2 separate regions of the Rattus norvegicus genome follow, and region 2 is linked to region 1. Evidence: chromatin contacts called from public Hi-C data. All regions are on one chromosome and are shown on one strand. The core of a region is the stretch at or near the end of the contact, and the rest is flanking DNA. Distances in the headings are between cores, read along the strand shown. Region 1 overlaps Abtb3 (ankyrin repeat and BTB domain containing 3). Region 2 holds the start of Abtb3 (ankyrin repeat and BTB domain containing 3).

Region 1 (6,224 bases), core at 2,164-4,663:
TGCCAGGACCTGCCTACACTGACATTCCGACTCTGTGTGAGAGGTGTCATGGGACAGGGAGAACAACATCAAGAAGATTATTAAGCCCCTACAGCATTCCACCCAGAGACCTGTGCTAGGACCCAGGACCATGGAGGGTGGAGAAAGGGGATAGACTCGGGATTCAGGTGCATCGGGATGGATATGGGTATGAAAACAGATTCATTCTGCTTTCAGAACCTACGTGAGCAGCAGTGCCAGTGGCTGAGGTGAGGCATCCGGGAGCAAGTATAGAGGTCTCCATATAGTTCAATTTCGGAAATGCTGAATTTCAGGGTCTAAGAGATAGCCAACAGTCCAGCTGCAGGAGAAGCTACGTGTGTTCGGACAGAACATGATGACGTGTTCCAAGACCCTCTGACCCGCAACAGGCAGAGGCTAGGTCACTCCTGACACATGCCAGCTTAGCACCTGTGTCTCTGGTAATTCCTTCGCCTCGGGTTCCTCATGGTTGACATGGGCCGCACACAATACTCAGCCTTGGGCTCACTGTGATGGTGGCATGGGTTAACACACAGGAAGAGCTTAGACCTCCACGGTAAGTTTTCAGTGAACGTCGTCAGCTTCCTGTAATAACAATTATCATCATTTTAGCTGCAGTAATTTTCCTGCCATTTGTCTCGTTCTAATTAAAATCAAGGACCTCAGGAGCTGGTAAACACTTGTGACGTTCTTCCAATTATCTGTTTACAAGCTCGTGAGTCCTGTGAGCCCAGCGTCTTCCTCCCTCCCCTGGAGCTCCTAGGTATGGGGTCCGAGGCAGTGGGCACTGGCAATGCTCGTCCAATCACATGGAGTGCGGCTTGATTGAAGGGAAGGGGGAAACCCGAGGAGGCCGTTAGAGACAGCCAAGCAAGAGGAAATGAGTAGGTGGGTTTTTCCGTGACTGTGATCCCCAGATGGGGACTCCTTTTTCGAATGTTGCTATTGGTGCATATCAACCACACATACGGGGTCTCATCATGACCCAATTCTGTCACTCTTTCTGCTCCACCCCACCACTGGTGAAGCCCCTCCCTCTTTCCAAACAATCCCTCCTCTGTCTCCATGGTTTTCGTTTTGTCTTGAATGACCCAGTGAGTCTTGTTAGAGTTGTTTACAGGAGTATGGGCGCATTACCAATGGATATACCACTGAAGAAAATTTCTTCCCCCCAGCCCCCACCCAGAAACACATCCTCAGGGAGTAGCCAGTCCTCCTGAAACCCCCAACACCCTACTCCGTGTGAAATGCTGACAGGTCCAAGGCTGTACAGATCTTTTTTAAAAATAGCTGTCTTCAGACACACCAGAAGAGGGCATCGAATCCCATTATGGATGGTTGTGAGCCACCATGTGGTTGCTGGGATTTGAACTCAGGACCTCTGGAAGAGCAGTCAGTGCTCATAACCACTGAGCCATCTCTCCAGCCCAGTGGTACAGATCTTGAACCACAGCTACTATGAGTGTATGAGTACAACAGCCATGTCTGCCTGAAAATCAGAGTCCCTGATCCGTCCAGCACACACATCCTTTCCCTGGAATGGGAGCTATGAGATTGCACAAGGCAGCCTTTTTCAGCATTGCTAGCATCTAGCAGAAGAAAGGTTGTCTCAGCAATGAATCAATCAAGTCCGATGACTCCCAGAGATTTACACACACACACACACACACACACACACACACGTTCAAACACGAACACACAGATCCTGTACATTAGAATAACATGCACAGGTTCGCACTTGCTCCCCTGGAGGCCTCTGTGATCTGTGTTCTGGGGTCTTGCCCTGTTACCCTGATGTCACAAGGCTTCCTTCGGCAGCTCTGGGGATCATTAACCCTTTGAATGAACTTGGCCGCCACACTATAGGTAAAGGATCCTGAGTTTCTCTGTGTATTTATATTTGCCCTTCTCCGAAAGAAAAAGAAGAAACCCAGTTAAATTTCCATCTTCGATAAATAATGGATAAAGCCTTGGTATGAAGATGCCCACGCACTTCTGATTTAACATTTCTACTTGCCTGATCTGCCAGCGCTAGACAAGTTCAAAGCCCACATGTACTGGGCTGAGAAGCCGTGAGGCGTAGCTCCGTTCTGTGCCTAGGATGTGGATGCCATGTTTGAAGCTAGACCCTGGGGTACCCCCATCCTCTCCCACCACAGCTGTGTAGCTGAAGGGCCTCTGTGGTCTTGCCCCACCTCCCTCAGCTCCTGGCACACATTGCCCAGGGGTTAATGCCCTAGAATCATGGCCTCTGTGGGTAGCCTCACACAGCTGGCTTGCTGAAGCACCTTGCCGCCTCTCATTTCATCTAGCAGGTTCTCCGGCTTGTTCTGTTTTGAATGTAGGGACTCCATCCTGTGCTCTGTCCACTCCCATGTCTGTCACTGGCATGGACACAGGCAAACGCCTGCTCAGAAGTCCGCAGCCGAGTGTGAGGCGTCAGTCGAGTGAACAAGGAAGCCATAGATTCTGCCTTTGGGAGATAGGGTGGCACAGTAGATCCAAAGATTGACGCTACTCTGGTTCAAATCCAAGCTGTTACCTGTAGATGGGGTGGCCTCAGAGAGGTTCCTCATTCCTGTGTTTTGTTTGTTTGTTTGTTTGTTTGTTTGTTTGTTTGTTTGGAGGTTGAAAGTCCCTCAGAGGAATTATACCTACCACCACTCACATGAAACGTTAAGCAGAGGACCTAACCTATATAAACAGTGCCTAAATGTTTGCATAACGAAACAATTCTTAGCTGAGGATGCTACTGGCACACTGAAGGACCAGACCGGAGTGCAATAAAGACAGGACTTAGAGCCACCAGGAAACGGGAGCGGTGATAGGGGGGTGGGGGTTGGAGTTGTTGGTTGGTTGGGATTTTTGAGACAGGGTATCTCCATGTAGCCCTAGCTGTCCTGGAACTCACATTATAGACCAGGCTGGCCTCGAACTCAGAGATCCACCAGCCTCTGTCTCCTGTGTTCTGGGATTAAAGAGTGCCGCACCCCTGCCAGGCTGAGGCAGTTGTTTTAAATGGGAACCTAGAAAGGAAATCCGCCGCCGCCGCCGCCGCCGCCGGGAAAGCAAAGGAGGAGCTCAGGGGGGCTTGCTCGGACGTTTGATCTCGGGGACCAGATCCTGGGGAAGAGCGGCTGCACCCACGTGACCATCTCTCCCTCCACCCCCCTCAGGGCGGACGACTGCTTTTGCGCTTCTCGGAAGCTGGACGCAGTGGCCATCGAAGCCAAGTTCAAGCAGGACTTGGGCTTCCGGATGCTGAACTGTGGACGGACCGACCTGGTGAAGCAGGCAGTGTCTTTGCTGGGGCCGGATGGAATCAACACCATGAGCGAACAGGTACCAATCTGCTCGGACCTCATCTCCTCGGTGCTTAGACTGGGCGTGAGCAGCTGATGGGACACAGGCTCCCTCTGCTGATGGATTAAAAAAAAAAAACTTAATGCCCCTCCTCTCTCTCTCTCTCTCTCTCTCTCTCTCTCTCTCTCTCTCTCTCTCTCTCTCTCTCTCTGTTAGTGTTTGGGGTTTTTTGTTTTGTTTTAATTTTTTTATAAAAATACACTTGGCCATCTTTACGGAAATCTCCCATGATTGTTGCAGCTAAAATCTAAAAAGGAATGAAAACCAAACCTGTTCCAGCAAGGAAATAACGCCACCAGCTTGGCCATCGTTGGTCTTTAGGACTCTGCAACCTTCACGTCTCTTTCCTGGCATGTTTAAGTCTCTTCTCTGCCAGTCTGCTGTTGGTTCCAGACAAATCTAGGCCATGCACACGGTGCTCTTAGGGTGGGTGTGTTTAAAGACACCGGTGTCAGTCTGGGAACTGTAGGGCATCACCCAGATATGCCAGCACCACCCAGATCTGGTACATGAGAGGTGACCACGAGTCCCAGAAGGACTTTGGGGATGTGTGGCACCATAAACAGTGAGAACGGACAGCCGTTCTCAGTGTGAACCCTGAGCGCTGTTACAAGGGACAGGTGGGGCTGTCCCTCCAAGGGCAGCTCTTGCAAAGAGTTCCCGTGAAGGGGAAAGAAGGGACGACTTAATGACCACTAATCCCTTTCTTGGACAGCATCGGGGATCCTCAATACACAACCATGTGTATCTTTTATGTTTAAAACCAGGGACTTTTATCTGTTTGATTTTTTCAGTATTTTATATTCCAGACACCTTACAATGTCATTGAATATTCTTTTGTAGGTCTCTTTTAGTATCTATATAAAGTGATTACTGTTTATCTATTAGCCAGCCCCCCCCCCATGTCAGATATTTAAAGGGTTTATGAACAGTGCTGAGCTAACACCAGATCTTTGTTCCAATCTCTATTTCCTTGGGGAAACTCTCCTTTGAAACGGAAGTGTCTCAAACGCACCAGTCTTTCCTGAATTCTCAGTCTTCGGTTCTCCCCCCACCCTCCCCCTAGGAGTCTGAGTCTTTGCACACCTGTGGTTATATATGTATTCCCTGCAAACCACTTTCCTTTTGTCTGCTTTTTATCAACATTACTGCTTTTTGTTGGTTGGTTTGTTTACTTAGAGGAATCCTCCCTATGTTAGGGCACAAAGTCCTTTCACGTAACGAATGCATCTCAATGTGTCGTTGACTTTGGAATTCTGCCTATAATTTTTTTCAGTTGCACAGCACCAGTGCTAGAGTGCTTTTCCTGTATGATGTACTTCAACACGTTTGCGCCTAGAGACGGATGCAGAAACCATCTTGGCGTCGCTTACGATGTTAATTCTTACTGGCTAGCTCTACTAAAAGCTAAAGGTTATATTAGCGTGTAGTGTGAGGCAAGGCTGTAGGGCGAGCATCTTCCCAAATAACTTGCCTTCACGACCCTCTGGATGGAGAGCCCCACCCCTCCCTCCTGCTGGCCGTGATACTCGGTTTGCGATGAGCAGGAGTCAGAGCATGGAAGGTTTTCCTGAAGGTCTTCCTGCCTCGGTTGCCTTGTGCTGGTATAGAGTGATATCGGAGAAGACGTCAGTGAGAGTGGCTATAGGGATATCCAGTGACCTTTGGCTCTGTCTGACCCAAGGCTCATAGAGAGCAGCAAGGACACCTTATCATATTGTGAAGGGTACAAATGTCGAAGACACTGCATCCATCATAGTTAAATACTCTAGGGGTGATATCACAGAATCCAGAAAATTCCCGTGAGCCCCACCCCTAGCCCATTCTGAAGAGCCACGTGTTGTAAAAATCATAGGTCTGTCATCTCGAGCAAACCCTCCAAACTTAAGCCAGGATTGAGGCTAAGAGGTGACGTCACCTGGTGACGTCACCTCCCTTCACTCCTCCACTGTGGTTTCCAGAGTGTGGGAGGTTGTGACCCTGTGCGCGACAGGGCCCCACATTGACTCTTTCGCCCTGCCAGAGTCTGAGTCCAACAAGACGTTCCACGTGTTTGTCGACTGACCACAGCCACCTTGTAAACGTCTCCATCTCTGGTTTTAACCACCGCAGGGCATGACCCCCTTGATGTACGCCTGCGTCCGTGGGGACGAGGCGATGGTGCAGATGCTGCTGGATGCCGGAGCTGACCTGAATGTGGAGGTGAGGGTGCAGGGTGCCGCAGGTCTTGCCAGCCCAGACTTTCTCTTCCCAGTTGCCTTCACATCTCACCCTTACAGTGGCTGCGGCCCTGGCAAAACCACCCGGCCCCAGCCAAAACCCCAAGTAGCTATGCAAAGTCCCTGTGCGTGCTTCATTTCCAGAAATAGCTGTAGCTATAGGGACCTCTGGATTGCATTGAATGAGCAGCTCCTAGCTCCGACTACTCGCACATTCTAGCCCTTTCCTGATGCCTGACTAGAACACGCTGGGCTGACTGTCCTCCTCCCCCCCCCCCGGCCCCGCCCCCCGCCAGGCTGAGGTTTCCCTCCTCGCCTCTCCCGTCCTCCCCAGAAGCCCACTAGCTCACTTTGCTGACCGAGCTATCTCAAGGCTGCTGGGACGTAATACACTGGGCTGGAAGTTGAAGCGCCCCTCCCTGCGGGCTTCAGAATCAAGACAGGCTTAGGTTCAAGTTCTGAAACTACTACCTGCTTTGAAGTCTGAGAAGTGGGGTGACCCATGAGATGGAGGAGAATCCCCGATGCACTCGAGATTGGGAGGAATCAGTACCGAGCAGAGTCACCTCGCCAAGGTTAGGGGTTCCATCCAAAGTAATTGCTCCAGACCCCTCTGAGGCC
Region 2 (6,224 bases), core at 2,599-5,098, 240 kb before region 1:
GCCCTCCTTCTCCCCTCCCACCTTTCTCTCCTGCCTCCCCAAACCTCTTAAGCCCGCCCTCCTTTTCTACCGTCCAATCACAGGCTCTAGCCTTGTCTTTCACCTGCCCTCACCTGCTTACAGACCGCAATCTACATTCCTCTGCTGTTAGCCGGCCAGCTTGGTTCCATAATTCGGCTCTTCTGCATAGTGGTACAACAAACATCGGTGCGCAGGTATCTCTGTGAAGTACTAGCCTGGAGTCCCTTGGAGTCCGATGGGAGCTCTACTTTTAGTTTTGTGAGGAGCCACCACACTTATTTCCACTGATAGTGATACTTCTTTTCCTTTCCCCCACATCTGTAGCAGCGTCTGTTGTCATTTGCTTTCTCAGTGATGGCTACTCTGAGTAGAAGTATCAACTCTGAGTAGAAGTATCACTCTGAGAAGGAGTATCAACGTAATTCTAATTTGTATCTCTCTCATGGTCAGTGAGGTTGATCTTTTTTTTTTTTTTCATACTTCCACTGGCCATTTGTGTTTTGTCTTTTGAGAGCTGCCAGTTGCTTTCATTGCCTCCTTGCATTGTTACCTCATTGACTGACTGGATTGTTTGGTTCCTCCTAAAGGATATCACAGTAATTTTAATGGGAATCGCATCGAATCGGCGATAGTTTTTGGTCTCCAATTCACGAACACGGAGATCTCTTCAATCTTCTAATGTTTTCTTCCGTTACTTTGATGTTTAACATTTTTACGCCGTAGAATATCTTCTAGCCACAAAATGTAAAATGGTTAGGATGGGTTTTAATACCATGCGAGAAGGGGTAAGCGTCGAAGAAGTGTTTGGGAAAAATCAGAGTGCGAAGTGATATGCAGAACCGTCCTGCGGAGGCTTATATGAGAACGTCCACAAGAGACTCAGGTGTTGGAACTCTTGGTCCTGAGTTGGTGGTATGGTCTGAGGAGCCTAAGGAGGTGGCCTTTTTGAAGTATCTCATTGGAGGTGGTCTTTGAGAGTTAAAGATGTGTGCCATTTCAAGTTCCCTCTCTCTGCTCAGCCTTGTGGTTAAGATGTGAGCCCTCAGTCTCTGCTCTGGGTGCCTGCTGCCCTGACTTCACCATCATGGATTTGAACCCTTTAGAACCGTAAGCCCAAATAAACTCTTCTATTAGTTGCCTCGGTCGTAGTGTTTTATTACAGCAAGAGAGAAGTAATTGATGCAAATCTCAACTGTGTCGATATATTTACATACCTGTACACACTCCTACACCTTCAAAGAAAACAGCCACGGGAGAACTTAAAAGGGAAGGAGTAAAAACTGTTAGTATTGGTTACCTCTGTCAAGTAGGATTTTCGAGTGAATTATCCTCCTTCTCCTTCTCCTCCTTCTCCTCTTTTCTGCTTTTTTGTAGAGTGAATTTTCTAATCCTATGGGACCTTTATCACTCTGCTGGTGTGTTTATTCTTGGCAGTGTTTTCTGTCACTCACTGTCTTAGGGTTTCGTTGGTGTGAAGAGATGCCATGACCAAGGCAACTCTTATATAGACAAACATTTAATTGGGGCTGGCTTACAGTCTCAGAGGTTGAGTCCATTATCATAGCAGAAAGCATGGCAGGGTACAGTTGGACGTGGTGCTGGAGGAACTGAGAATTCTACATCTTGATCAGAAGGCAGCCAGGAGGAGGCTCTTTCCACACTGCATGGAGCTTGAGCACTAGCAGACCTCAAAGCCCCACCTCCATAATGACACACTTCCTCTAACAATGCCACACCTACTCCAACAAGGTCACACCCCCTAATAGTGCCACCCCCTGGGCTAAGCATATTCAAACTACAGTTCATGGTCATTTGATGCTATTACAAAGAATTTTACCTTTGTGAAATATTTGGAGTTAGGCTTTCATTTATCCACAGTGCTGTGAAATCAGGTCATCAGTCCTGGCCACCACTAGATGAGGTCCCAGCTCTTAAGGCATGTGCCAGCTGGATGGGGGAGGAGTCACATCTGCATCTGAAACTTCAGAAGAGAAGCATTTCTGCAGGATTAGGCAATGCCTTCAAACTGAGGTAGCTTTATTTTATAAGTAAGATCTGTTTTCCTTTCTTCCGATTCCATTGGTAGTTAAGTGCATTGCTCAATAAGTAAATAAATAAATAAATAAATAAAAGAAAGAAGTGTAAAATCTACTAGCAAATATGTTCAGAGTTATTCCATAATGTGGGACCTTATTTCATTTACACAACTCTATAAGGTAGGTTGACTGGGGCATCTCAGAGATGAGCAAACAGAAGGGAAAATGGATGGAACAGATGAGCTTGGGGTAGATGACTGGCAAAGTGGCAGAGAGAGCAGTATCAGGTTGACCTCACGTCACAGGAGAGAATGAATCAGGGTGCAGTGCAATGCGTTGCTTTATGAGAGTTTCCTCCACACAGGAGGCAGCTGTAGGTCTTTGCTCGCTGCGTTCCACCCAGCACTCAACACCGTCGACCCCTCAGCACATTAGCTTGAGGTGAACAAGAGGACCAAGAAACCATGCAGAGAAACGAAAGGGGCTTTAGAAGAAGCACTGCGCCATGAGCACAGCAATACCTTCTCCCGCCTGGGTGCAGAGCAGGCAGCATCAGGAAAAGAAAACATCGCAGCACTCTCGAGTGGAGCCAAATCCCACAGACTGAGAAGAGAGGAGGTTTTAGGAAGAAAAGAGCGGAGATGGACATCTGCACCAAAGGAGCAGCAGGGATGGAAAAGACAGCAAGCTGACTTGGAATATCAGACTGCCGACGAATCCGATCTAGAGCCACAGCATGCAATGTGTGTATGTGAGAGAGCGCCCCCTGTCTGTTTCTGTCTCCGTCTCTATCTCTGTCTCTGTCTCCCTGTCTCTGCCCCCCCCCCCTCTCTCTCTCTCTCTCCCATCCCTCACCGTTTGTGTGTGTGTGTGTGTGTGTGTGTGTGTGTGTGTGTGTGTGTGAAATTACAGAAAGGGAGTTTGAGAATAGTGTGGGACTCCTGAAAGTCAGCTAATGAGTGTAAACTTTAGGTATCTGGGAAACTAAATAAATAAATGAATGAATGAATAAAATAGCTCACATTTTTTGATGTGAGCTGTTTGTTGTTTTTGGTTTCGTTATGTGTGACAATATAAACTTCAGGAATATCCTCATTTTAGACAACAGGAAAGGGGATGTGTTGCTATGGTTATGTATTAGGATGGAAATTACAGGATGGCGTGGGAAATGTAGGAAAAACAGCAGGTAACCCACAGCTGCCCCACGCCCCATGCCCATCCTTACTGAGCTCTGAATGACAAAGATGATAGGCATTTAAGGCGCACTCTGTGGTGTCTAATATATGTGTCGTGAACAATTACCATAATCAAAACGATTAACATATCTCTCAGCACATCCATGCGACCTTTTCCCCTACGTGATAAGAACACTTACAGAATCCTTCCTATAGACATTATTATCCACTATAAACGCCGCTCCGTATGTATGTAATGTCTCTAGAGCTGTAAAACTCCATAACTCTAAGTCCCTTTCCGCCCCTGTCTGAGCCCAGTCACCGTCATACATTCTGCTGTTATCATGTATGTGATTCTTTTCGGAGTCACACGCCAGTGAGATATTTCCCTCAGCGTGACCAAACTGATCAGATTCGCCAAGTGTTATGAATGGCATGATTTCCTTCTACTTGGAATCTGAACACTAGTCTCTCCTGGCTGTTGCAAATTATGCTTCAATGAACAAGGAGGGGAGGGGTCAATAGATCCTTTAAATAGTGACTTTATTTCTTTTTGTTAAAGATCCAGATGTGGGATTGTTGGATCATGTGGTGCTTCTAATTATTGTGGTTTTTTTTTTTTTGAGGATCGTCAGTATTGTTTTCCATAATGGTTATATCAACGTCCCTTCTCACCAATAGAGTACACTCTTCCTTTTCCTCCACGCCCTTGCTGATGCTTGCAACCTTCTGACTTTCCGATAATAGCCATCCTAACAGGCGTGCGCTGGCAGCTCATTATGGTTTTGATGTGCAGTTTTCCTGACGGCCAGTGATGGTTCATGTTTTCTCACATCTCTGTTGGCCGTGGTCGAACGTTCAAACCAGCAGTTCAAAGCATGACCTTCCCTCCACAACTCATAACATTTACCACAACTCCCCAGCCAATGTGGGACCCAGACAAATAGATAGATGGTAGCCATCCGCAGTGACAAGGGCCCGGAAATGTGAGGCCATCGAAGTGGGTTGGGTGGTGGAAAACACCCAAAATAGTTTTGGGAGATCTGGGTGGGCTTCTTGTAGGCACAGGATTGAGTAAAGGAGCTATGAATTTTCGGATGAATAACGTTTCTCCTAAGGTAGGTGGGGGCAGACAAATAGCCAAGGCAATGAATGCCATTAGACACAGAAATGCAGCCAACTCACGCATATAGTTGAAAAGAATATTCTCCCTCTGCACAAATTTAAAACTGAGCTGTCTAGAAGATTGTCCACCAGAACAGCAAAGGGGCTGTAAACACCACGTCCCCTCCACCTCCAACATGCACACGCACGCACACGCACGCAAGTCCTGGGACTTAGGGTGGGTGTAGATTCCTGCCTACCGGACAAACCTATAAAGTCTCGGTGCCAGGTAGTTTATGACTAGAGATTTACTTCCCAGTGACGTTCATCAGCCTCCCTGCCTCTACCTTCCTGGTTTATTTCCCTCCATGCTGGAGCAAACCCAGGCTGAGAAGAGGCAATCTGCTTGCATTAGTCGGGGTGCCTGAGAACGAGGCGGGGAGACATGCTTCTTATATGAAATGGTGGGAGGGAAAGAGAAATCTAAAATGCCGAAACAGAAAGTGACCCTCGGGCAAACACTTTGTGAACCGCAGAGTGGAACAAATAACGACATAAATGAAAATTTTGTCGATACACCAAAAGCCGGAACTAGGGAAGCTACAGTTGCAGGATGGCTGATCTCCTTCGCCATGCTTCCACCTAGGCCGCAGCTCCCTCCTAGCTGCAGCCCTGGTCAAGGCCGGGGGGCGTGTCTGAGGGGCGGGGCCGCGTGGAAGGGAGGGATAAAAAAAAAACCCTAAGTAATTAGCATCTGCCAATTCCATTGGCTTTTCGACGGCACTGCTTTGCATACGCCCGCCCTCTGACTGCTTGGTTTGCTAGGGCTCAGCAGGGTTTTGCAGCCGCCTGGCTACAGCGCTTTAGTGCGGGGCGGGAGCTCAGAGAACCGCGGCCCGGATCCGGGAGCCGGGGGGAGCCCGCTGCCGGCCGAGCTGCGGCGGCCGTATCTGGGGCGATCCAGGTCCTATCGACACTGTGGCCGGCGCTCGGAGGCTTCAGCATCCGTCTGGTCCCAGGGAGGAGAGGACCAGACACTTTTATTTTGGATGAAAGGCGCGGGTCCTGGCGGGAGCTTCCTTCCCGGCCTGGCTCGCCGCTCAGTGAGCCCTAGCTCTGGCCCGGACTCCAGAAGATGATTTCAGGTTCCGCCGTGTGTCTTCCAGCGGTGACGGCTCAGGGAGGCAGGCGAAAGTAGTGACACTTGCTGGCAACGCCAGGTGGGAAAGTGAACCTAGGCGACGAGGAGCCCCACTGTCCCCGAGGACCCCGGTGTCCAGAGTTCCTTGTCTCTCCTTCCCCTCGGCTCCACGGCGGCTGCAGCATGAAGTGGCGCAGCGATGGCCAGGAGAGGTAAGAAGCCGGTGGTGCGAACGCTGGAAGATCTGACGCTGGACTCGGGTTATGGTGGCGCGGCGGACTCTGTGCGCTCCTCCAACTTGTCTCTGTGCTGTTCTGACTCGCACCCGGCGTCCCCGTATGGCGGGAGCTGCTGGCCGCCTCTAGCTGACTCCATGCACAGCCGGCACAACAGCTTTGATACCGTCAACACTGCCCTGGTGGAAGACTCCGAGGGGCTGGACTGCGCCGGTCAGCACTGCTCGCGGTTGCTGCCGGACCTCGACGAGGTCCCCTGGACCCTCCAGGAACTGGAGTTGCTGCTGCTGCGCTCGCGGGATCCTCGGGCAGGCCCAGCAGCCCCCGGCAGCCTGCCCAAGGACGCGCTGGCCAAGCTCTCGATGCTGGTAAGCCGGGCTCTGGTGCGCATCGCTAAAGAGGCGCAGCGCCTGAGCCTGCGCTTCGCCAAGTGCACCAAGTACGAGGTCCAGAGTGCTATGGAGATCGTCCTGTCCTGGGGCCTGGCGGCTCGTTGCACCGCTGCCGCGCT

Evidence for each region. Hi-C and Micro-C count contacts between places; a contact is called where the count stands out from the background.
Region 2: a contact with region 1 is called in a Hi-C map of kidney, with 4 times the contacts expected there. The contact joins the promoter of Abtb3 here to the enhancer-like site in region 1. A contact is called at or near these places in 5 of 12 Hi-C or Micro-C datasets (frontal cortex, kidney and liver) and 1 of 1 datasets of contacts at active chromatin or transcription factors (oligodendrocytes).

What each region holds. Positions count from the first base shown.
Region 1 is chr7:19,955,485-19,961,708 of GRCr8, reverse strand. It overlaps Abtb3 (ankyrin repeat and BTB domain containing 3), which reads left to right. Exons shown (of 13, transcript XM_063264584.1): 5 at 3,198-3,363. Among named protein-coding and RNA genes, the nearest start is that of Pwp1, 72 kb to the right of the region's middle. Within about 2 kb of position 3,413, at least 22 of the 93 cell types and tissues checked have an H3K27ac peak or open chromatin away from gene starts, as enhancers often do. A contact at or near this core is called in kidney, where this site is marked.
Region 2 is chr7:20,197,364-20,203,587 of GRCr8, reverse strand. Abtb3 (ankyrin repeat and BTB domain containing 3) reads left to right here and starts at 3,848. Exons shown (of 13, transcript XM_063264584.1): 1 at 3,848-6,224. The coding sequence starts at 5,677.